Regions from separate parts of the Sus scrofa genome. Here all the other regions are linked to region 1. Evidence: chromatin contacts called from public Hi-C and targeted proximity ligation data. All regions are on one chromosome and are shown on one strand. The core of a region is the stretch at or near the end of the contact, and the rest is flanking DNA. Distances in the headings are between cores, read along the strand shown. Region 1 holds the start of USF1 (upstream transcription factor 1). Region 2 holds the start of B4GALT3 (beta-1,4-galactosyltransferase 3). Region 3 holds the start of USP21 (ubiquitin carboxyl-terminal hydrolase 21). Region 4 holds the start of UFC1 (ubiquitin-fold modifier-conjugating enzyme 1).

Region 1 (5,639 bases), core at 2,159-4,658:
GGTCCTGAGCCACAATACGGTGTTTACAGGTGGAGGAATTCTCTGTGGAACCACCCTTGGATGACCTGTCTCTGGATGAGGCGCAGTTTGTCCTGGCTCCCAGCTGCTGCTCCCTGGACTCTCCTGAACCCAGGCCTGAAGCAGAGGAAGAAAGTGGGGAAGAAGTCTTCCTGAGTGCCTATGATGACCTAAGTCCCCTTCTGGGGCCCAAACCCCTGACCTGGGAGGGTCCAGGCAGTCTAGAGGAAAAGGTAGCAGGGTGTGGAAGACAGGAGGCTCCAGGACAGGGTGACGGAGAGCAGGCATTCCAGGAAGATAGGGAGGGCAAGGAGGCTGAGCCTGGAAGCAGATGGGACATCAGGGAGGAGGCTGAGAGGAGACCAAAGACCGAGGTGGAGGGTGAAGAGGCCAGTGAGGAAGGAGTGGAGCCTGAGGGAAGCCAAAAGGTGATTGACAGTTTGAGGGAAGGAGGTGGAGAAGAGACAGAGGACACAGAGGCCAAGGAAGAAGAGTCCAAAGGTCAGGAGGAGGATGAGAGTAAGGAGGAAGTTAAAGGTGTGGAGGAAACAGGAGTAGAGCAGGGTAAGGACAAGGAGAAGGAAAGAAATACTGAGAGAGAGGACGAAGCTGAGGAAGGAGATGAAGCTCAAGTAGAAGCCAGAAGGGAGCCAGAGCATGGCGCCCAGGAAAAGCAAATTGCTGGGGAGAGCTGGGAGGTTGTACACAAAGAAGAGGCTGAAAGAGAAGATGAGGTCAAAGGACAGAGGGGGAATGAGGACCAAGAGACAAGAGAAGATCAAGGAGATGGTGAAGACAGCAGAATCCCAGAAGCAGCAGCTGAAGGAAGAGCAGGGGAGGTCAGTCAGGAACAGGAGACTGGAGATGGAGAAGCTGAGGGAGACCAGAGGGCTGCAAGTGACCATTTAGAAGAGGGCTCCCTCCCTGACGGGTCAGATATAGAGTCTTTGGAGGTTGACAGTGCCAGAGAGGGCAGTGCCCAGTCCACTGAGACAGACCAGGCAGCCCCACAGCCACCCCAGTCAGAGGAGATGGAGCCTGAGGGGCAGCCGAGTCCCCTTGGCGCGGCTGGTGGTGTGGGCATGCGCCTGGCTTCCACCCTGGTTCAGGTCCAACAGGTCCGCTCTGTGCCTGTGGTGCCTCCCAAACCACAGTTTGCCAGAATGCCCACTGCAATGTGTGGCAAGATCCACGTGGCACCAGCAAACCCATGCCCGAGGCCTGGCCGGCTTGATGGGACTCCTGGGGAAAGGGCCTGGGGTACCAGAGCTTCCCGCTCCTCTTGGAGGAATGGGGGCAGTCTTTCCTTTGATGCTGCTGTTGCCCTGGCCCGGGACCGCCAGAGGACTGAAGTTCAGAGCGTTCGGCGGACCCAGACCTGTACTGGGGCTGGGGACTACAGCCTCATCCCTAAAACCTCCCCCTATAGCACGATCCCTGCCCATTCTTCTAGGCCCCTTAGCTGCCTGGAGCTCCCAGCTGAAGGCACAGAAGGGTCTGGATCCCGGAGTCGGCTTAGTCTGCCCCCTAAAGAACCTCAGCTCCCTGACCCCCTTGCGCCTCCCCAGCGCCGATCATATGCATTTGAAACACAGGCTAACTCTGGGAAAGGGAAGGGACTGTGATTAGGACCAGACCACAGGGCAAAGAGGACAGTAGTTGTCTTGAAACTCCGTGGTTTCTGAAGCTGTCTCTTCTGCAGCCTGAGTAGCTGTAGTGCCCAACCCTATAGGTTTTGGCCCTCCAGTTTCTCTTTGACTGTGAGAGGCACTATCTCTGTTTACTTGAGCTTGTCTCAGACACAAAGCACTTATCCCTTAGGAGATTCCAGAAAGAGTCACCAAGATCCTGTTCCCAGAGAGTGGGGTCATTGGCCAAAGGGAACAAAGAGTAGGTAGAAAAACTTACAGGTTTCTCAAAGTGAAGAATGACGGGGGAACTCCAGCCAAGTTCCTGCCATCCTCTGAGGCAATGAACTTCTCTTCATGGAAGTCCAGGGTAAAGGCAGAGGTCAGGGCCATATCGGAGCTTATTATACACAAACACTTCTAGAGTTACCCATCCTTGTTCTACTTTGGGGCTGTTAAACGCCTCCTGCTCCTCAGCTTAGGAGGAACATGTCCAAGAAACTTTTTGAACCCTGTAGTATTTGTTGGAGGGACAGGCTCCCTTCCTAGCTCCCCTACTTTCTGCCTCCCTGCATCTCAAGACAGAGAGGTCTTGTACAGATCTCTCTGCCCTCTTCTTTTCCCTTCGGAATAACTTCCTATTTCAGGGAAGGGGAATGATGTCACTTACACCCTGGGACTACTTGTCTGGATAGGCTGGGGGCCACGAATCCCAAGGGGCAATGTCTCATAATAAAAGTTGTATTTTTACACGTAAATAGTGTGGAGTTTCATTACTCTTATTAAAGTCTTGAGTGACAGGTATCATATTTTCAAATATTTGACCATTCGTTGTCTTTTCTGCTTTTATTGTTTGGGTGCTCTTCCTCAGTTGTTGCCATAGAGACCTGCGGCTGGAAACTAGAGCTGGGTTCATGGTGGTCAGGAAATGCGGAAGAGAAACTTATATTTGCATAATGCTCATTATGTGCCAGTAAAGGCTAGGTATTCTATGTGCACATAGTCTATGCTCCTGATTTTTCTGAATCCACTTAATAATTCTAAAAGGTTGGTACAGGTAAATCCATTTCACAGATGAGGAAACTAAATTAAGTCAAAAGGTTTGCCAAAGGTTTCAGAGCCAAGAAGTGGCAGAGTTAGGTCTGAGACCCGAGTTTGTCTGGCTCCAGGCTCTGAACTCGTCTCATTACCGCCCCCGCAACTTGAGGGTAGGTCTTGACTGAAAAAGAATGGGAATCAAGATGCCTCTCCCAGAAACTGTGAGCCTCTCAAAAACTGGAAGCCCTGGAGGGTCTTTAGGTGCCTTCTAACCCTAATACAAATAAGTATATCCAGATCTATTTATACCAGCTATGTCCTAATGTCTAATAAGCAACCACAAACAGGTATACTGATCCAAGATGGCCTCCCAAAGAGCCCTTGTTAAAGATGGCGCCTCCATCCGATGTCCCTCGCTTGATCCAAGCTGGCCTCTCTCACGCCCTTCTCCTGGAGCTAAAAAGGCCCTGTCCAGCAGAAAAATAGTAGCACCAAGTTAGTCGTCTTTCTTCCGTCCTTGCTAGAGCGACTAGGACTTCAGTGTCATTCTCCAAGGATCCCCGGTCGTGGCTTCTTCCCCACCCCAGCAACACCTCCAACACGCTCGCATCCTTCAGCCCCCGGCAAGATGGAGCGAACGGAAGTGGGGCAGCACAGAGGCTGTGTAGGCTGGGCGGACGGGAGGAGACACTTCCGCCCCTCACCAACATGGCTGTGAGCCGGTAGTGCGCATGATCAGCTGTCCAAGGAGCTACCCGAGTCGAGAGAGGGAGAACTCGGTCCAGGGAAATAGGAGCCTGCGGCGGCCTTGGCTGGTGAGTGCAGGACCCGACGAGAGTCTGGAGACTGGGTGGGCAGGCGGGGGAGAGCAGCTTCGATTTTATTTCCGTTTTTTAGGTCCAGAAACTCCTGGGGCGGAAGCTTTTGTTTGGAGGGAGGGGGCCGTGCCTGATCTTTATCTCCTACCCCCTTTTGTGGGCCGAACTCACTCCCCGCCCCCGGGCGCGCTCTCCTTCGATGGCAGCCGCGGGCCGCGGGGCCAAGACCACGGGATCCGCTGAACCCCCGGCCTCAATTCCTGCCTCTGCGGAGCAGCGGGGTCTCGGGATGTGACGGGCCGGGCTGGACGGGTCACGGCGCGGGCTCCTGGGCTCGCGCCCGACCGGCGCTCAGCTCTTAAGCGCCTACTGCTTGATGGGCCTGCAGGGAGACGCCGCATTCTCAGGCAAGGTCTAGGCGCCAGCCTTCTTTGGGGACTTGATTATTTTCCCTTTGTGTCCAGACTTAGCCAGGGCTCTCCCCCCCCCCCCTTTGCCTGAGCGTGCACGCTACGACATCCTATCCCACTTTCCTGTCGCATACCCCTAACGCTCAGGAAATGCTTCTGGATGCCCTACTAAGATTTGAATAAGTATCTTGACCCCGTTGCTGGGCGTCCTCAGAGGCTGCCCCGGCTGACAGCTGTGGGCCATAGAGACGCCTCCTCTGCCCTGCCCTCTTGTTTCATTGCTTCCTTCTGCTGTCAGCGCAGCAAGCTTCAGAGGGGCACTTCCTCCGTACGTTCGAGGATGGAGAGGTAGGTGGTCCCGAAATACTGGTGCTACTTCCCCCTTAGGGACCGGATCTTAATTGCAGCGCTACTTGCTCCGGACAGTTTCATTTTCAGTTCCTTTTTTTTTCTTTTTTGTGAACACTTTGGATATGGGCTTTCCATGACTTAACCGCTGAAGATAAAGGTTTGGGAGACCCTTACAGGTAGAGAACTTAAAAAAATCTTACCCCTTTCCTGTCGGGATTACTTATTGCTTTGTACTATATTGCTATTTCTTTCTAGAGGCATCTGTCTTCTCAGCCCTTTGTTTTTCCTGCCGCCGCCACCCTCACTTACCCCCACTGGGTGTCAGGGTCTTTTTTTTTTTTTTTTTTTTTTTTCTTTTGGCCTAGCAGGGGGTGGGGGCGGGCATGTGGAAGTTCCCAGGACGGGAGTTGAACCCGCACCGCAGCAGCAGCCCAGGCCACTGCAGTGACAACTGCTGCTGGATCCTTACCGCTGTGCCGCAAGAGAACTTCAGTGTCAGGGTTGTAAGGCAGGCACCTCTTAGATGGATTCTTCCTCCATTATCTCTTCTTCCAAACCCTGAACCTGGAGTTTCCCTCTTCTTGCTGAGGCTTGGTTGATTTGGAGTTGTCATGGCAACATTTTAGCAACTGTGTTGTTCTACAGGAAGGCTTAGTGAATAAAATAGAAGGGGCTTGAAGAGGATACACTTGGGCTTTAGGGTCTTTAATGAATGAGGTAAATCTGGACTCCCAAAACAAGAGCCCTGTCAGTAGAATGATGCCCAAGGGCCAAATCTGGTCTTTTATGGTTCTGGAGGTTCTCCAGTGGGTTCAGGTTTCCCTTTCTTAGATTTGAGGACAGGAATTTCTTGATGTACAATATATGCTTGAGAAGTGGGAAGAAGCATCAACATCCAAGACCTTGTGTTTTTTGATAGCTGTGGTCTAAACATGGTCCTTCTAATCTCCATGTCATGGCAGATCATGATAGCTTTAATAATAATCCATCCAGAAATACGTTATTTCTTAGTCTTTCAGTATAATTATCTCTTCTCCATCAGGAGTTGGAGTGATAATTGGAGGGGCGAGAAACACTATTCATATAATTGCTCTTTCAGTCACTGTAGACAGTCTTCAGCATCAGAATGGAGAAAGCTGATTGTCCCCTGCAGATGATTGGTTTATGTTCCTGGATGTGTCTTCATGGAGCCTAGTTCTAGAAAGAGGAGACTTCCAGTTTCTTAGACTCACTAGACTTCCTGATTTCTACCAGGACTTAGCACTCAGGCCTGTGAGGCAGGAGATACGAAGACTTCCAAAGAAGGACCAGTTCCTCGGATGTGCCCCCTCACAGAGAGATGAAGGGGTGAGTGAAGAAGAGGTAGGGTCTGGTTT
Region 2 (5,639 bases), core at 2,294-4,793, 120 kb before region 1:
CAGACCTGTATGATAGGATAGAGAAGGGGCATAGAATACGGGGTCACAGAGTTGTTACTGGAGGAAGTGTCTGCCTCCTCTTCTAGGAGTGAGCTGTAAGGGCTCCTGGAGAGTAGGGTAGAGGTGGAAGAAGAAAGAATTTCTGCTTGCCAGGGCAGCTCCAGGACTGTTCTCTGTTATGCAAAATCAAAGTAAAGTGAAGTAAAGTGAACAGACTTGAAGCTGATGGATAATACTGAAAGGAGCTGAGTAAAGTTGGAAGGGGTAGTTTTGGGGAGAAACTACCATCTTGGTGGAAAATGTTGACTGGGAGAAGATTTTAAAGCTATTGAGCTGTTCATTAAAATGTGCTCCTGCTCTACTCTCTCCTCCCCGCTGCCTCCCATATTTCCTTGAGATTTAAATTAGTTCAAATTAGTTTTTATTGCTGGATTGGGTTTCTTCTATTACATTGCGTGTCATGACTGGGCCTCCAGGGCCCCCAGGATTTATTCATAATATAGAAAGACAGGATGTTGTGGTAGAAACCAGCACATTTAGAATTTAAGGTTTCAGAAATGCAGCAGTTCTTGGTGATGACTAAAGCCCAGGGTGTGGCCAGGGTGATAGGAGTGGAGATAAAGTTTCTTGAAATCCGTGAGCTTACAAATGAACATAGGGGAGTTATCAGAAGATAGTAGACAGAGACAAAGGGATGGAAGGTGAAGGTCAGTTTTACAAGAATGGAACACCATGGAGGAGCAGAGGTTCAGAGGAAGGGTCTTCTAGGAGAACCACATTTCTTTTTCTTTTCTTTTCTTTTCTTTTCTTTCTTTTTCTTTTTCTTTTTTTTTTTTTTTTTTTGCTTTTTAGGGCCACACCCACAGCATACGGAGGTTCCCAGGTTCCCAGCTGCTGGCCTATACCAGAGCCACAGCAACACCAGAACTGAGCCCAGTCTGCGACCTACACCACGGCTCGTGGTGATGTCGCAAAGCCGGTTCCTTAACCCACTGAGCAAGGCCAGGGATCAAATCTGCAGCCTCATGGTTCCTAGTTGGATTTGTCTCTGCTGTGCCATGACAGGAAATCCATCCACATTTCAATTATCTGTATAAGTCTGTCTTTTCCACTACACAGTGAGATCCTTAATAATGATAATAATAATAATAATAATAAATCAAGGCTTTTCTTGGCTCCTACTTTGTGCTCAAAATTCAGATGTATTGAATATCTGCTGTCTGCTGGCCCTTTTCCCCCAGTTTTCACTAATTATCACAAAAACCCTTAAGATGGGTTCACTGTACAGATCAAACCCAGGGAGTGCACTGCTCAACATCACAAAGCCAGTGGGTTCAAAGCTGCCATTGTACTCAAACCCAGTATTATCTGCTTTTGAGTCTCCACAACATCTCAAACTCATTAAGTCCAAAGTTTAATTTGTCATCACTACCATTTCCTCCGAATGTGCCTCTTCTAAGTTTTGCTTCTCATTAAATGTTGTCACTATCTACTCAGTGGTCCACATTAGATTTTTGGGAGTCATCTTGGAGTCTTCTAACTCCCTGACTTGGCACATCTGGTCAATCACCAAGTCCCGTTTGCCTCCTATAAGTTCTCGAAGGTGTCCTCCTCCCTCTAGTCCCACAGATATTACCTTATTTTGCATGAGTTTCGTCTCACTCCTGGATTTCTTTCTTTCTCTCTCTCTTTTTTTTTTTTTTTTTTTTTTTGTCTTTTTGTCTTTTTTTTTCTAGGGCCGCTCCCACAGTATATGGAGGTTCCCAGGCTAGGGGTCCAATCGGAGCTGTAGCTGCCAGCCTGTGCCAGAGCCACAGCAACTTGGGATCCGAGCTGCGACTGCAACCTACACCACAGCTCACGGCAACGCCGGATCCTTAACTCACTGAGCAAGGCCAGGGATCGAACCCACAATCTCATGGTTCCTTGTTGGATTCGTTAACCACTGAGCCACGATGGGAACTCCTTATTCCTGGATTTCTATAGTAACGCCCTAAACAGATCCCTGCATCCAGTCTTGACCATTCCAATGATGCTCTGTGTTTCCACCAGAGTAAACATCCTAAAGTTCTCATTCTAGCACTCTCTGTTTAGAGGGCTTTAATGCCAACCTCTTACCCTCAGGATAAAACCCAGTCTCTTTTAATATGGTTTATGGAGTCTTTCATTATCCAGCACCTATTTACCTCTTCAGTCTCGTGGCTCATCATTCCCCTCACTCCATTCTTTAGTCTTACCGATTCATTTTTTAATTTTCCCAGCTCCCTAATTTCTTTCTCATTTCCAGACTTTTGCACTATGGTTTCCTCTATCTAGAACACTATTCATCTGTCAAAAGAAAGTTTTCAGAAAAGGGTAAAATTATGGCTTTCCCCTGTTAAAGAAAAAATTATTCTGACACTTGTTAAAATGGTAAGGAGAACTTTATTCAGGACTCTTGCAATAGGTGCCAAGACTATCTCAATCAAAGAGAGACTGAATTCAACTCCAATACATTAAGGGCAAGTGGATATTTATAGCCAAGGAGCAGAATGAATCAGTGGATGGAAAAATACATCAAGGGTAGGGAGATTCTTACCAAACCCACTTAGAATTCTTGCTAAAGGCAGGTCAGGATGATCACAAAGTCAAGGGTGAGGAGATTTTTGCTAAACTGACTTAGTAAGATTCTTGCTACAAATGGCTATAGGCCTAAGGATGAGGTCTGTTGGAAAAGAGGGCTCAGAGGAGCCTAAGTTTGATCAGGGAGAGAGCTTTTCAATCCACATGTAAAAACGAACACCTGTTAAAGATTTTATTTAACTCATGAGGAAACTAGCAGATGTTATAACTGCTGCAAATGAACCTCTATCAGACAGGACAGAATTTGCATGTGTACCTACACAGTTACAAAACAGCTGCATGGAAACAAAATCTTACAAAGCAGAAGGATGTGCTATAAACCAGTCCTTCAGGTCTCCCATTAGCCATCACTTCTTCTGGGAAATCTTTCCCAAACCTCGACTTGTGAATGAGGTGCAACTTCTGGACTATCACATTTATCACACAATACTGATTACACTCCCCCCCCACACACAAGACCACGAGATTTTTGAGGCAGACACTGAGATATTCAAGTTGCCTCAGTGTGAACATCTCCTTCTCAGGAGCACAGTATGCTAAGGGAGTAGTAGAAACCACAAGATAAACATTATTGCTTATCAGTGGAGCGTGCATTTTAGTCTAATACATGGGGAAATATTTTTACATTAAAGCAGACGAGGCCCTTCCATTCACACTCGATATTTCCTTGTTTTATTAACCACTTCTATTTCAAGGCCTGCGGGACATCTTGGGGATACAAAAATGCGCCAGAGCAGAGCAGTCTGCAACATTGTACCCTGAGAGAGAAACAATTTTGACAGTAAGCGGCAGTACGTTGCGGAGGAAGACACACTGGGAAAGGCGTTCAGTCCAGCAAGGGGGAATAGGTCTTCGGATGTATCAGCCTGTCGGTCAGTCACGGCCCGAGGAAGGTCCTGGTTTGACCTGATGTTTTAACAAGTCTGAGGGGTAGAGAACAGAACTCCACTAGGAGTCGGTCGGGTGGGGATAAGTGCCCGCGTTCCTATGGGGTCGAGCCCTTGGCGAGCCTCATTCCGGCCGCGCTGTCCACAGACCCAGCGATCCGCCCGCCTGGGCGGCTCCACCCGAGGCCCCGCCCCGTGACGCGAGGTCCAGCCCCCGCAGCGCCCGCTTCCAAGATGGCTCCAGCGATTCTTGCCCGGCTGTCGGGGTGGCAGTGACGACGGGAAGCAGAAAGCCAGGTAGGTGGGCTGGGGGATGGTGGGGTGAGAGGCCCGAGAGAAAGCTTCGGGAGATTGGGAAGGTGAGAAGTTTTGGATAATGGCTGGAGACAATCTTGAGCAGGGAGGGAACCTGGGTGCAAGTGTGGACCGAGGCCGGTGGGCTCACATTGCAAGGTAGCGCAAACACAAGGGGAGGTTGGGGTGGGATGAGGGTGCCCCGAGAGAAGGCAACTGTAACCTTCCGTAGAGCACTGACCACGCCCCTCTCGGTGATCTAGCCCAGGTACCTCTGACAGGTTCTGCCCAGCCCTCCCTCTCCTTGTCTCATTTCACCCGTAATCCTGATCCCCACCCCCGCTAGGACCCGGTAAATGTAGGAGAAGGTAGAGGACGCCACCCCCATCCTACTCGCCGCCGCGCTCCGGGGTTGTTTGCTTGCAGCTCCCAGGTGGTCACGCTCCCTGCACCTGCGGAGCTAGCTCCCAGAAACGTGGAGAACGGAAAGGAGCGAGTTTCCTCCGCCTCCCTGGGTTCTCTTGAGACCATTCCACAGTCCTGTTATAACTGCCTCACCCCCTAGTGAAAGTAATGTCTCCAATAGCTGCCCTGTCCCCACTCCCCAAACTGGTTGGTCCTGTTGGGATGGGGGATGGTTAAGTAAGGAGTGAATCTGACACACCATAGGGTTACCGCTGGAGAGGCCGCGAACCTAGCATCCCCTGCTCCTCCCCTTTTCTCTCCAACTACCTTCTCTCGCTTCCCCAGCTGGGAAACCGGCTTCACCCAGATCCTGATCTCTGCCGCTCTGCGGGTGGCTGGCTATCCTTGACCACTTCTGTTCCAGCTGGTCCCAAGATCGCTGTTGGAGTGCTGGATGGAGCCTTTCTCTGTCCTCTGTGATATTTCCAATTTTATATAATGCCTCACATCTCTGCTCCCCCGGGACCCCCTGGAGCCCCAATGATCCCGAAGAAGACCGCTTGAACCTAGGTGAGTCTATCTCTCCCCTCTCTAAATTGGAAGGGAGGTTCTCCAGAGAGTCTTCTGAAATGGCTTTGGGACACGAATGAGGTAAGCATTCTTGGGGGTGGGGACTGAGAGTTGGTGGTAGGAGTGGCTTGAGGAAGGGGTGGAGGAAAGTGAAACTGGGGCTGGAAGTAACAGGTGGTAGGGCTGCTGGTGGTTACATACTATTTCTTTCCATACACTTGTGTGCTTCCTTCTGTGACTTTGTTTTTTGCCTCTTTTTCCTCTTTACCCCTGGCACCACCTTTATGCCTACCCGATGATTTCTCTGCTGGCTTGCTCTTTTCCTGCTTGCCCTGGAACTCTCCCCTCTCTCCAGACCTCAACCCAGGATGTTGCGGAGGCTGCTGGAGCGGCCCTGCACACTGGCCCTGCTTGTGGGCTCCCAGCTGGCCGTCATGATGTACCTGTCGCTGGGAGGCTTCCGAAGCCTGAGTGCCCTATTTGGCCGAGAGCAGGAGCCAACTTTTGACTATTCTCATCCCCATGATGTCTACAGTAACCTCAGTCACCTGCATGGGGCCCCTGTTGCCCCAGGGGGCCCTCCAGCACCTCAAGGTCTGCCCTACTGTCCAGAACGATCCCCTCTCTTAGGTGAGTGCAGAAGCAAGGCTGAAGCAAAGAGAGGACCAAGGTGTGGGGATGGGGAGGCTTGGACAGGCATAGGATGGCAGGAGTGGGTCCTGGAACAGGAGGATCATGTAATTGGAAGGTGGGATGAGGTGAGATAGAATGGACTCTGAATTTGGAGTTTCACCGGGGCTCTTGGGTTGAACCACAGCTTTCCATTGCTTGCCTGTTTATGGGCTCTTCCTGCCTCGGGCT
Region 3 (5,639 bases), core at 1,768-4,267, 100 kb before region 1:
ACATCTGCAAAGGCTATTAGGGTGGGAGTGGGGAAGGGAAACAAAGGTTAACGACTGGAAGAGGGAAGCAAGAGGGTGGAAAACAACTCTAGGAAAGCAGGCACTGTGAAAAAGACAAAACTGCTGGCTTTCAGGGTTGGGGCCACCAACACTGGCAGATGGACCTACAATGGGTTGGGAAAAAGAGGATTTGAAAGGAGGAAGCAGGAGTTGTTGCCCCACCTTCAGTAAGCTCTTGGGCTCGGCCCCCTCCAGGAACCTCTTGCCGGAAGTCCCTTCGCAGACAGAAGTCCCGAAGAGGCCGAGTGCTGCTCAAACACTGTAGCACAGCATTCAGGAAGCACTGGGGAGCAGCAGAGACATTGCCATTATCTCTCCAAACCAGTGCCTAGGAAGCCCTGGGAGAACTTCAGTGCCCTCCTTCCCCATGCCTGTCCCCAGTACCAGTTCACATTCCCATTAGGAAGGACAGGAGAATGGCTCTCACCGTGTTCCCCAGATTTCGGAGGCCAACGTGACCAGAGCCCAGAAGCAACGTGTGATGAGCCTGGAAGGTCAGAGATCAGTCAGCAGGTTCCCATACATCCCACCTGGCACTTTAATCCTTTTGACAGCATGCTGTCCACTGCCTCCCCCACCCCATCCTTCACCCCCAAACGCTACACTCTTTCCCTCACTGGGTATTGGGGTCTCCCTACCTCACTGGCCATGAGTAGTAAGCCCATCACAGCTGAGTGTACCACGGACTCAGCCATGGCTGTCCCACCTGTTGCCCACTTACTCCTCTGCCCAGCTAGCCGGCGATGCAGCTCCTGGGGCAACTCCCCAAGCACTGGCATGGTTGCCCAGCTGCTCCCCACCCCCACCTTGCTACCCCCAAGGCCCCCTCCTGCACCCGTGGCCCCTTCCTGCACCCTCTCCTGAAGGCTCCAACTGCACTCAGCCTAGCTCACTCAGCTCGGGAAATGGGCAACCACATTAGCTCAGATGTTCTGAACCCGCCCCTCTTCAGCTCCAGAGATTAATTAGACTTAGGTAGCATCCTAGGAGAGAAGGTACAGAAAGGGGAAGTAAGGGCCTGGGGACCCAAAGAATTCCAAATGGTTGAGTTAATTCCTTGGGGAATGAAATGGCACACCCTGCTGGAGAGTCACAGACAACCCTGAAAAGGGTCTATGAGGCTCAAGGGCACTTAAGTAAGGGAGAGAGAGTCCAAACTGCTGTAACAAAGGGTTAAAAAAATGAACCTGGGGAAAAAGGGGGAAAGAAAAGCCACATGATGGCAAGAAAGCTGGAAGCATGAAGGAACATGAGCATGGAAGGCCATGTGTGCTGGCAAGTCCTCACCATCTTGTCATCGGAGTAGAATGGCTCAGAGGGCCGGGCAGATATCACGTGGAAGGAGCCATGGGAAGTAGGGGGCTCTGTCCGTATGCTGAGCAAGGTGGGTGGCCCAGGAAAGCCCCCAAGGCGGCGGAGAGAGGTGCTGCGTCTCAAAGTGGGTGGCTCAGGCCGGAGAGCCAGGCGGCTCAGTGCAGCCCCTAGCTCTCCGGTGCCACGGTGCCCTCCCAAGGCAATCCCCATTGGACGCAAGTCCCCACTGCTCACAGACTTGGAACGGGCTAGGTTGGTCCTGGATGGGAGAGGCAGAGCCACAGTTGGGGGTGGTGAGCCAGGCAAGGGAACTCCATGATCTGCCCGAAGTGGGCCTCTGGGACGAGGGCCTGAGGTTCGTCCCCGTCCCAGCTCCAGTTTCTTGAGACGTTCCTCAGGGGGACCTGGCCTGGGAGGCAGAGGTCTTAACATGGGATTCGGCCCAGGGGCTGGGTTTCGGCGCTCCTTGCTTCGGGCCCTGGGAGCAAATGGTAGCTTGGATCCCACTCGGGGCTGGACATTAAGAGGTGGCTCTCGGGTCCGTCCCAGGCGGTGCTCAGAAGCCTGGGGCATTGTGGACACCACAGGCTGGACCTGGGAGGAGAAGAGAGGGTCAGCATTTGAAAAGGGAGGAAGGAGGGAACCTAGCCTACTATACCAGCTTCTACATACATGGAGGTCAGGAACCATGTCCACCATATCAATCATTGTATCCCCAATACCTAGCATAGTGTTTGGCATAAAGTAAATACTTAACATGCACTGAGTAAATGAACGAATGAATGAATACAGCAAGCCAGGGCTTTGACTCTTTCCACATTCCTCACTCTCTTCCTGCAGAATATGAGAGAGCCAACAACAGATAGTTCCTATCTCTGCTGTCTTCATAATCTAAATACTCATGAGGGTCCCGCATTCCTAGCTAGTCAAGTGGGATGCGCCCTGGGTCACTTGGGACCTCTGGTCAAAGAGGGGTGTGGATGCAAGTATAAGAGCCCAAAGGACTGCATTCCATCCTCAGATTCCAGCCCCTCCAGGCTGCAAACGAAGCAGACTAAAAGAGTGACTTGTCAATCACTCCCTCCCCCACCTCTGAGCTCCAAAGTGGTATTGGGGCTCAGGGGTAGCGGCGAGGAGGGAGGACGAACAACTCCCTGACCTCTAATCTCTGCACCTCTCCCACCACAGCCAGCATCAACCGGGTCCGCCCCCCTCGAGGGCAGAAAGGCCGAGGCTGCTGATTGGCTACGGGGTCCAGCGGCGTATTCTCCAAGATCCACGGATGCTGGTCCCGCCAGCCCAGTTCTCCCAGGCCTGCAGGGCCCTCTGCTCTGCCTTTGTAGAGGGCGATCTCCCAGGTCTGGGAGCAGTCTTCCCTCGGCAACCCCCACGCCATAATGTCCCGGACCGTACCTGTCCCCGGGTAAGACGGCGGGGGAGGCCAGCCGGGGCCAGGCCCCAGCTCAGGGCCACCCCCTACTACCCGCGTGCAGCACCCCCGCGGGCCTGGCTGCAGCTTTAGCCGCAGCTGTTGCCCAGGTCTCTCCCGCCGCAGGGGCCGCCGCCATCTTTCTTGGTCCCGCCCGGGCACCGGCCGCCGGCTTCACTGTCTCTCAGAGCGCTTGCGCACCCACACTCAGAATCCACCCACCTCCTTCCTCGGCGCTTGCGTGAACCCGCCCCCTCGGCTCCGCCACCGACACCATGGAAACACAGCCAACTTTAGGACTCCTGGGTTCCCAGCTCAGCCCCAAATTGCATTTATTTATGTATTTATTTATGTATTTATTTATTTATTTTTGCTTTTTTAGGGCGGCACTGGGGCATATGGAGGTTCCCAGGCTAAGGGCTGAATCAGAGCTGTAGCTGCTGGCCTATGCCACAGCCACATCAGATCTCAGCCGTGTCTTCGACCTACACCTCAGCTCACAGCAACGCGGGATACTTAACCCACTGAGGGAAGGCAGGGATCAACTTGCATCCTCATGGATGCTAGTAAGATTTGTTTCTGCTGAGCCAGGAGGGAAGTCCCCAAGTTGTCTTTAAGCCATTGCTCCAAAGCAGCTCTCTAGAGTCCAGGAGTTCCCATCGTGGTGCATCAGAAACGAATCCGACTAGGAACCATGAGGTTGTGGGTTCGATCCCTGGCCTTGCTCAGTGGGTTAGGGATCTGGCGTTGCAGTGAGCTGTGATGTAGGTCGCAGACGCATCTCGGATCCTGAGTTGCTATGGCTGTGGTGTAGGCCGGAGGCTACAGCTCCGATTAGACCCCGAGCCTGGGAAGCTCCATATGCTGCCGGAGCGGCCCTAGGAAAGGCAAAAAGACAAAAAAAAAAAAAAAAAAAAAAAAAAAAAAAAGTACAGAATCCTATCCCCCATCATGTGGCCCTAATACAAGTCTATCGACTGACCAGTGGAGAAGTATCCACACAGGGATGAGAAGATCCCTGGAAGTCGGGGAATGCTGCCTTGGCAAACGCAGTCCTCAGCCATCCTGTAGGCTTCCTGCTAAAGGACAAGAGCAGATCTCAGCAGCAGGGAGAGCAGTCAGGATTTACTTTTATTCCCTAGCTTCAGACCAGAGCATCCTCCATTTTCCCTTCCCTCTGAAACAAGTATGGTTGTACATGTGCCTGCTGACCCTTAGCCTGCTGACCCTCTATTAACAGCCACCAGTTAGAGAACCACAAGCCACTGAAGGAAGCAGCTTTTATTGATGAATTACCACCCCAAACCAAAAATACTATGTACCCACTTTCAGTCACCACCTATCCCTCCAGGATCTTAAATTTTTCCACCTGGGAGAGGGATATTAGTTGCCCTTTGGTTTTTCAAGGCCCTAGTTTTTCCTCTTCCTGTGTAACCCAATTCAGAAATTCAGTAGCAATACTGTACTTTTTTTTCAGCAGTGTCTGCTGCAGCTTCTCAATAACAATTATAGGTGAAGGGGTATGGGGGGAAGCAGTTACATGAGTAAAAGAATGATGCACAGGAAAACAGGAATATAACCTATCAAAGGTCCCTCTGTACTGCCTCAGTGGCTCGGTACTTCATTGGTTGCATTTCTCTTTATGCTGTATCACTCCCTTCTGAATCAGATCAGGGATTTCCACTGCCAGCCATGGGCCCAGCTGCAATAAAAAAGATAGCTGTTAGATAACTACCAAACAAGCAATGCCTCTTATTCCCTCAGAAGCTACTTCCTAGAGATATTCTATGAGAACATGCCCAAAGGAAAACACTGTTTATTTGTTGCTTATTCTCAGTTACTTTTATACCGCTCAGGACCAAACCCCTTCCCTCACTGTATACCAAATACCAAATACTTCACACTTACCCCCAGAGCCATGAGATGAGCCAGTCCAAACTTAGGCACGTTCCTGGCCCACAAAGGCTTAAAGTGATCCGTTAGGCATATTTTGCCACCCCTATGAGAGGGACAAGATGAAGAAGGTATTGACATGCAAGTTGTACCATAAAGCACAGCAGACTCTTGGAAGCACAGGAAGACTACTGGTGATCAGAATTGAGAACATGGTCAGCTACGTGCTTTCCCCAGGCTTGGCAGATAGAGACCTGGAGCTCCTCTAGGCCAGAAGTCCCTGGGAAAATCCTGCCTCCCAGTGTCTTCCCCAAGGCCTTCTTAGACCTTTTTTGATCTCCTATTCAGTCCTACCTGTACATCTTTGCTGTTTTTCCATCTAGTTCAGGGACTGCAATTTCTGGAGCAGTAGTGGGGTATGTTATGGGAATCTGGAAGAATTATAAAGCTTTAGTAAAACAGAATCAGAATAGAAAGGAACTATTCTAATCAGGTATACATATTTCATGGTTGAGCTAACTCCTCAAGCAGCAGGAATACACCAGGATTCTGGACATGGAGTTGAGCTGCTATAACCTATGCTTGCTTCAAACCTCAGATTTTCCCTCCTATTTTAAAAGTTTTCTTTGGTCCCTCCAAGAAAGGTTAGCATGTTAACAATCACTTAATCCCTCCTGTTTTACCAACCTCCTTTATTCCCACTCCATCATACTCACGTCAAACTCGATGTCAAACTCATATTTGAGGAGGTCATGGATATACCAGCATTTTCCAAACCACCTGTAACAAAGAACAAACCTCCTCAGTCCAACTTCCCCATTTCTCTAACACTCAAATGACATCTTCCTGTCTTAGGTGACCAGACTGGGAGACTCGTGGGATGAGATTTGGGGAACTCTGAGGTTGTGAAAGTAGAGATTGAATGGAAAGGGGCAGGAAAGGC
Region 4 (5,639 bases), core at 1,165-3,664, 84 kb before region 1:
CCAGATCCTTAACCCCCTGAGCAAGGCCAGGGATTGAACCCACAACCTCATGGTTCCTAATCGGATTCGTTAATCACTGAGCCACAACAGGAACTCCACTTTCTCCTTTTTTTATATTATTTTCCATCATGGTCTATCCCAGGAGATTGGATATAGCTCCATGTGCTATACACCAGGGCCTTGTTCTCTATCAAAAAGTAGTTTTCTGGGAGTTTCCGTTGTGGCTCGGTGGGTTATGAACCGTACTAGTATTCATGAGGACGTGGGTCTGATCCCCGGCCTCGATCAGAGGGTTAAGGATCTGGCATTGCCGTGAGCTGTGGTGTAGGTCACAGATTCGCCTCAGATCTGGCGCGACTGTGGCTGTGGCTGGTAGCGCTGATTCAACTTCTAGGCTGGGAACTTCCATAAGCCAAAGGTGCAGCCCTAAAAAGGAGAGAAAAAAAAAGGTAGTATTCTATAAAAGTAATAAATGTACACACACACAATGGTAACCACGTGAGGTAACTGATGTGTTAGCTTATTGTAACAGTTATTTTGTGATACATATGTATATCAAAACACATTGTACACCTTAAGCTCACACAATGTTATATGTCAATTACATCTCAATAAAGCTGGAAAAAAATAACTTATGTACCCAGTAAAACAAATTCAAACAGTAAAGATGGATTTAAAATAAAAAGTATGTTTCATCCCTCCCAGGCCCACTCTTCAAGATTAATTTTTTAATGTTTGTGAAAATATGCCATTTGCATTCTTCTATACTTGCCTTTTTCCACTTAATTTTCTCCTGTTTTAGATTTGTATATTCCATTTAGACATCTCCATCTGGCTATCCCACAGGTAACTAAAACTCCCTTTCTTTGGAATTCCCTCTCATGCTATATCCTACTGCTAGCCTCTTTTTACAGTCAACACCTGGAAAAATGTGTTATACATTGTGCCTTTCCAATTACTCAGTTTACCTCAATCTTGTTTTTACCCCACCGCATCTCTGAAACAGCTTTCTCCAAAATTACTAAGTGACTTAGTTGTTGCAAAATCCAATGGACACATTTTAGTCCACATCTTACCTGATCTGTTATGTTTAACACTGACCAGTTTCCTTGATACTTTGCTCCTGGTTTCTTCTTTCTCTTCTATTTGTTCCTTCTCAGTCTTTTCGGCTCCTTTCCCTTATCTCATCTCTTAAATGCAGCTATTCTTCTTTCTAGGCCATCTTATCCACTTCCATGACTTCAACAACCTTCTATATTCACATGCTGGGGCGCACCCCCCACTCCCCACGTTCCTTTTGGGTTCCCACCCACATTATCTAGTGTTCCATTGTCCAATGGATTTCCCACAGGCACCTAAAACTCATGACCCCCCCCAAATTCTATTTCAAATGGCATCATTATTCTCCAGTTATTAAAATCAGAACCCTGGGAAATATCTTGGATTCCTCCCTCAGCTTCGCACCCATTTCCGATAAACTTTTTTCCCATCTACACGCCCCCTTGCTAGGACAGACCACTATAGTCTCTTAGTTGGATAAAATCTTTCCAATTATTCTTGCTCCAATTTCATCCCCTCTTATCCATTCTCCCCGTTGCAAGCAATGATCTTTCCCAAACGCAAATATATTTGTTCACACCTCTGCTAAGATTCTTCGAAATCTATCTATTTCCCATAGGATAAAATAAACTAATTGACAAGACCTCGAATAAAGTGGCCCCTCCCAACCTCACAGTCTATTACCTCTCTTTTGACCGTGTCAGGCTGCTGGCAGCTCCAGAAGGTACCTGGCACCCCACCCTCAATTCAACAGTCAGCACTGAGCTCAGGCAGCACTTCCTTCTGAGTGCTCAGAAGGCAAAGGCTCAAAAAGTGAAATCCGAGAAGGCATTTGAGCAGCGCTTTCGGTTCCGGACTCAAGTTTACGGAACGTCCGGGTTACCAGGAAGCTCAGAGCAAAGGTCAAATCCAGATCATGGGAACCTTCCCCCAAGTTCGCAGGGCAATCCGACCCCCGTAATATTCCGCCCTTTTGCGTCATGGCTGCCAGTCGCAGTCTTTCAGTTGGTCTTGAAGTCGACACCAGCCAGCTCTGGCCCCACCAACGTTCCCACACTCAAGAATGCAACCCTCTCTCACGCGTTACTACGGCCCCCGAAGCTGCCTCGAAGAAAAACTTGCGTTGCCAGGTTGCCCCAAAGCAAGATGGCTGCCAATCTCTATTCTCCGCTACCAAAGTGAAGCTGTCCACTCCCCGTTTAATGCCGCTGCCAGGCTGCCCTCACCTAGCATGGCTACTTCGGCTCATGCCTCGCTATGGTCTCGAAGCCGTCACTAACCGGCCAGGTTCCGGGAGGCGCTGTTCAGGATGCAGCCACCCCCGCCCGCCTCTCCCCTCCCCCACGCCCGCGGGCGGCGGCGGCGGCGGCTGGAGCCCGGATGCGGCGCCGTGAGACAGGCCCGGGAGAGCGGCGCGGATGGATCCAACATGGCGGCGCCGAGCCTGAGCCGAGAGTGAGGCGGCGGGGCGGCCGGGGTGGGGAGGGGGAGTCGAGCGGGACGGGGCGGGGCCGGGCGGGGCCGCAAAGGGCTTGGGGAAGGAAAGTGGAGGGGGAGGCGGTAGCGACGTCCAGCCTGAGAACCTCAGGAGAGGGAGGTGACGGGACGCTGCAAGGTGGGGGAGGGGAGCGGCCGAGGGGGGCGTGCGGGGGAGGTGGCAACTGTGGGAGAGGGCAGGGTCGAGGCGGAGGAGTTGGGCAGGGGAGGGGCGTAAACAAGGGCCGAGACTGGGCCAGGCTAGGGGTATTAGGGAGGCCAAGGTGGGGAGTAGGGCAGGGATCCCGCCGAGCTGAGGGGGTGGGAGTGGGAGGGAGAGGCTGAGGGTGTGAAGGGGAAGGGGGCTTGTGGCATGTGGTTGGAAAAAGGACTGGACTCTTGCGAGGGGCGTTGTGGAGAGCTAGGAAAAGGTGAGGATTGGATTTAAGACGTCTGGGGGGAGGTTCTGAAAGTGTTAAATTGGAGGTGGGAGGGGGAAGGGCCTAGGGGAGAATTTGGGTGGAAGAGGAGAGAACGGAGGTTAGGGCAGTGGAGAGTGTGTCGGTGTGACGAGGGAATGGAGAAAGTGAGAGACTAGGAAAGTTTAGGAGGAAGGGGACTAGGATGGGAGATGGGATAGTGGAGCTGCACGGGCGATAGAGGTTCAGGGTTTCCCTTTCCCTTGTGGAAAGAAGAGAGCAGAGTTAAGCAGCATCAGTTGAAGCCAATTCTAATTGCCAGGCCTTTGGCTTTTTACTAGAGTGGGAAGGGCAGAAGGGAATGGTCATGTGAGTTTGGAGATTTGGGGTTGGATGAGGGTTCAACTGGATTTGCTTTCCAAAAGCTCCCTAGCTTACTGCTCCCTTGTTTTTCCTGGTTACAAAAAGAAGGGAAAATGGGGAGGCTGGTACCATTTGAGCGTGGAAGGAGTAAAGGATTTTTCTAGTTTTAATAAGCAATGCCAGAATAGGGAAACAGCCACACTATGTTGGAGGTCTCTATGCTAAAGTAGAGGTTCTGCAAGTCTGAGAAGGGAACAGAAAACACAGGACTGCATTTAGACAGCCATGCTAATTAAATGAGTGCTATAGTTTACAGACCCTTCTTTTGCTGTTTAAGTTCTAGGAGGGAGGGTCGGTATCCATATATAAAAAATATTCCCTCAAGAAATGTAAATGTTTGAGTGGATGCCATCCCAGTGGATATTTTGTTTTCACTGTGTGCTAGGTAAAGGGAAGAGTGAAGTTAGAATTTGGAGGATAATTCCGGACTCATAAAGGAAGTGATGGAAACAAAGTGCCTCCTTTAGCTGTAATCACTTTCCTCCTTGTTCTTCCTAAAGATGAGAGTCAGTGTTAATAGGTGGGCCTCATAAGGAATTGAGGAGTCAGGCGATGTATCAGAGGATAATTTGTTTTCCCACAAGTTGTTGAAATTGGGACCTTTCTTGCTCCAAGCCACTGAGGTTGGAAATTCTCCAGAGTTGGTATTGTTTTGTGAATTGGGTAGTAGAAGGTTGGGGAAGCCTGGGGACTTTGTTGGGAGTGAGTTCTCTCATTAAGCTTGAAGTGGATCATTTCAATCAAATGGCTTTAGGCTTGTCTTTCAGTTTTTGCAACTGAGGTTTACTCTTTGGGCCTTTGAGTTTCAAAATAAAGCTTGAAAATTGACTCTTGCTCCCCCCCCCATTTGTTTTGTTTTGCTGCTGGCTTTGAACCTTGTGCTAGGAAGAGACCTGGGAAATTAAGTTTCTTGCAGAGGTAAGTCTGGAAGTTTTATTGTTTCAAAAATGGAAGGGAATGGAAATGGCATTTTGGGAATTGAGCCTAGAAATGGGGTCGATACCAGGGAAAATGGGTTTTCACCCACCCAGCCGAGTGCATGAGATCTGTTGCAGTCATTGTCCCTTTGGGTAACTGGAGATTTATAGTAAGGAAAGGAGAGCAGAAATTATGTGTTTTGGAGCAAGCCTCCAGCTTTGTTTTATTATTATCTAGTTGTCTTGGTCAGCTCTCAGAGAAACATTTTTAAACATATGGAACATTGTACTCTAGTACAATGTCTACTAAATGTTGCCCTTGGAGGGTTGCTAAGGCATCTGCCATGGGAAGGCTTTTCCTCTGGCTTATTTTTTTTTTTTTCTACTTGTTCTGGAATCTTCATTTTGAAAAAATACTGTATAATTATGACCTTTAGGTATGTGGTTACATTTTCTTGGTCCTACTAGCCAGAAAGCTTTTTATGTAGTCTTGGCCATCTTTAAGGTTTTCCATGTCCTTTACATTTCGGGTTTTAAGACATCACTCTTTTTTAGTTCTTCCACATGACTTTCCTGCTCTAAGGGCTCCTGAGAGAGTCACATACCTCTAGTTCTGTTGGGATGAAACTAGACTAGACTATTCTCCCTTTTTTTGGGCTGCATCCACAGCATGCAGAAGTTCCTGGGCCAGGGATCAAACCCGTGCCACAACAGTGATCCCAGCCACTGCAGTGACAGTGCTGGATCCTTAACCCACTGTGCCACAAGAGAACTCCTAGGCTGTTATTTTCATTTCAAGACAGCACTCTTTTTAATTTCTTCCATGACTTCTAAAGGCTTCTGAGAGAATCAAGTTCCCAAAAAATAAAGACCTTATCCCTGGTTGGGATGACTAGAGTTTGCTTTGAAGTAGAAACTTAATAGATAACGATTAATCAACAGAAAGCTGAGTGTATTTGGTTTAAGGGGAAGCTGGCCATGTTCTTTTAGTGCAGAGTTGGATAGATTCTTGGAACCCCTGTCTGGATTGCTGAGTGAGTGAACTCATCATCCTAGATGATAATTAAGTGGGGAGGGCTGCCTATTAGCCTGCATGCCAGCCTCTTGACATTTCTCCTAAGGACAAACATGGCCTTGGGAAACAACTACTTCTACATTTTGCCTCATTGCATAAGCAGTTAAAGTCTGATCAGCAGCCTAACAAGGAAGGGTCTGCTATTGGTCTGGTTTTGGGACTTTAAAGGTGACCGCAAGGGTTAAGTGCAGGATCCTTTCTGTCTGTCTTGCAGAGGATGGCATTTCTCAAATCTTCATAGAAATCTAGACTGAACTAGGTCAAATCAGA

The links. A called contact is a pair of places that touch in the nucleus more often than the background predicts.
Region 2: a targeted proximity ligation map of alveolar macrophages shows a contact between it and region 1. A contact is called at or near these places in 2 of 47 Hi-C or Micro-C datasets (heart right ventricle and liver) and 1 of 2 datasets of targeted methods (alveolar macrophages).
Region 3: a targeted proximity ligation map of alveolar macrophages shows a contact between it and region 1. A contact is called at or near these places in 2 of 47 Hi-C or Micro-C datasets (embryonic fibroblasts and liver) and 1 of 2 datasets of targeted methods (alveolar macrophages).
Region 4: a Hi-C map of liver shows a contact between it and region 1, with 3 times the contacts expected there. A contact is called at or near these places in 1 of 5 promoter capture datasets (liver), 7 of 47 Hi-C or Micro-C datasets (embryonic fibroblasts, epiblast stem cells, heart right ventricle and 2 more) and 2 of 2 datasets of targeted methods (alveolar macrophages and skeletal muscle).

The regions. Positions count from the first base shown.
Region 1 is chr4:89,391,787-89,397,425 of Sscrofa11.1, forward strand. USF1 (upstream transcription factor 1) reads left to right here and starts at 3,409. Exons shown (of 11, transcript NM_001190245.1): 1 at 3,409-3,499; 2 at 5,518-5,610. The coding sequence starts at 5,603. ARHGAP30 (rho GTPase-activating protein 30) reads left to right here. Exons shown (of 11, transcript XM_021089545.1): 11 at 30-2,404. The coding sequence ends at 1,643.
Region 2 is chr4:89,274,713-89,280,351 of Sscrofa11.1, forward strand. B4GALT3 (beta-1,4-galactosyltransferase 3) reads left to right here and starts at 3,544. Exons shown (of 8, transcript XM_001927348.4): 1 at 3,544-3,806; 2 at 4,554-4,778; 3 at 5,134-5,408. The coding sequence starts at 5,147. PPOX (protoporphyrinogen oxidase) reads right to left here. Exons shown (of 13, transcript XR_002343378.1): 13 at 3,272-3,545.
Region 3 is chr4:89,292,215-89,297,853 of Sscrofa11.1, forward strand. It overlaps USP21 (ubiquitin carboxyl-terminal hydrolase 21), which reads right to left and starts at 3,018. Exons shown (of 13, transcript XM_001927782.6): 1 at 2,788-3,018; 2 at 1,348-1,968; 3 at 488-547; 4 at 223-343; 5 at 1-13. The coding sequence starts at 1,947. UFC1 (ubiquitin-fold modifier-conjugating enzyme 1) reads right to left here. Exons shown (of 7, transcript XM_003125655.4): 4 at 5,413-5,476; 5 at 5,051-5,127; 6 at 4,712-4,802; 7 at 4,070-4,505. The coding sequence ends at 4,425.
Region 4 is chr4:89,308,917-89,314,555 of Sscrofa11.1, forward strand. UFC1 (ubiquitin-fold modifier-conjugating enzyme 1) reads right to left here and starts at 2,415. Exons shown (of 7, transcript XM_003125655.4): 1 at 2,286-2,415. It overlaps DEDD (death effector domain-containing protein), which reads left to right and starts at 2,392. Exons shown (of 6, transcript XM_003355092.4): 1 at 2,392-2,514; 2 at 4,263-4,295.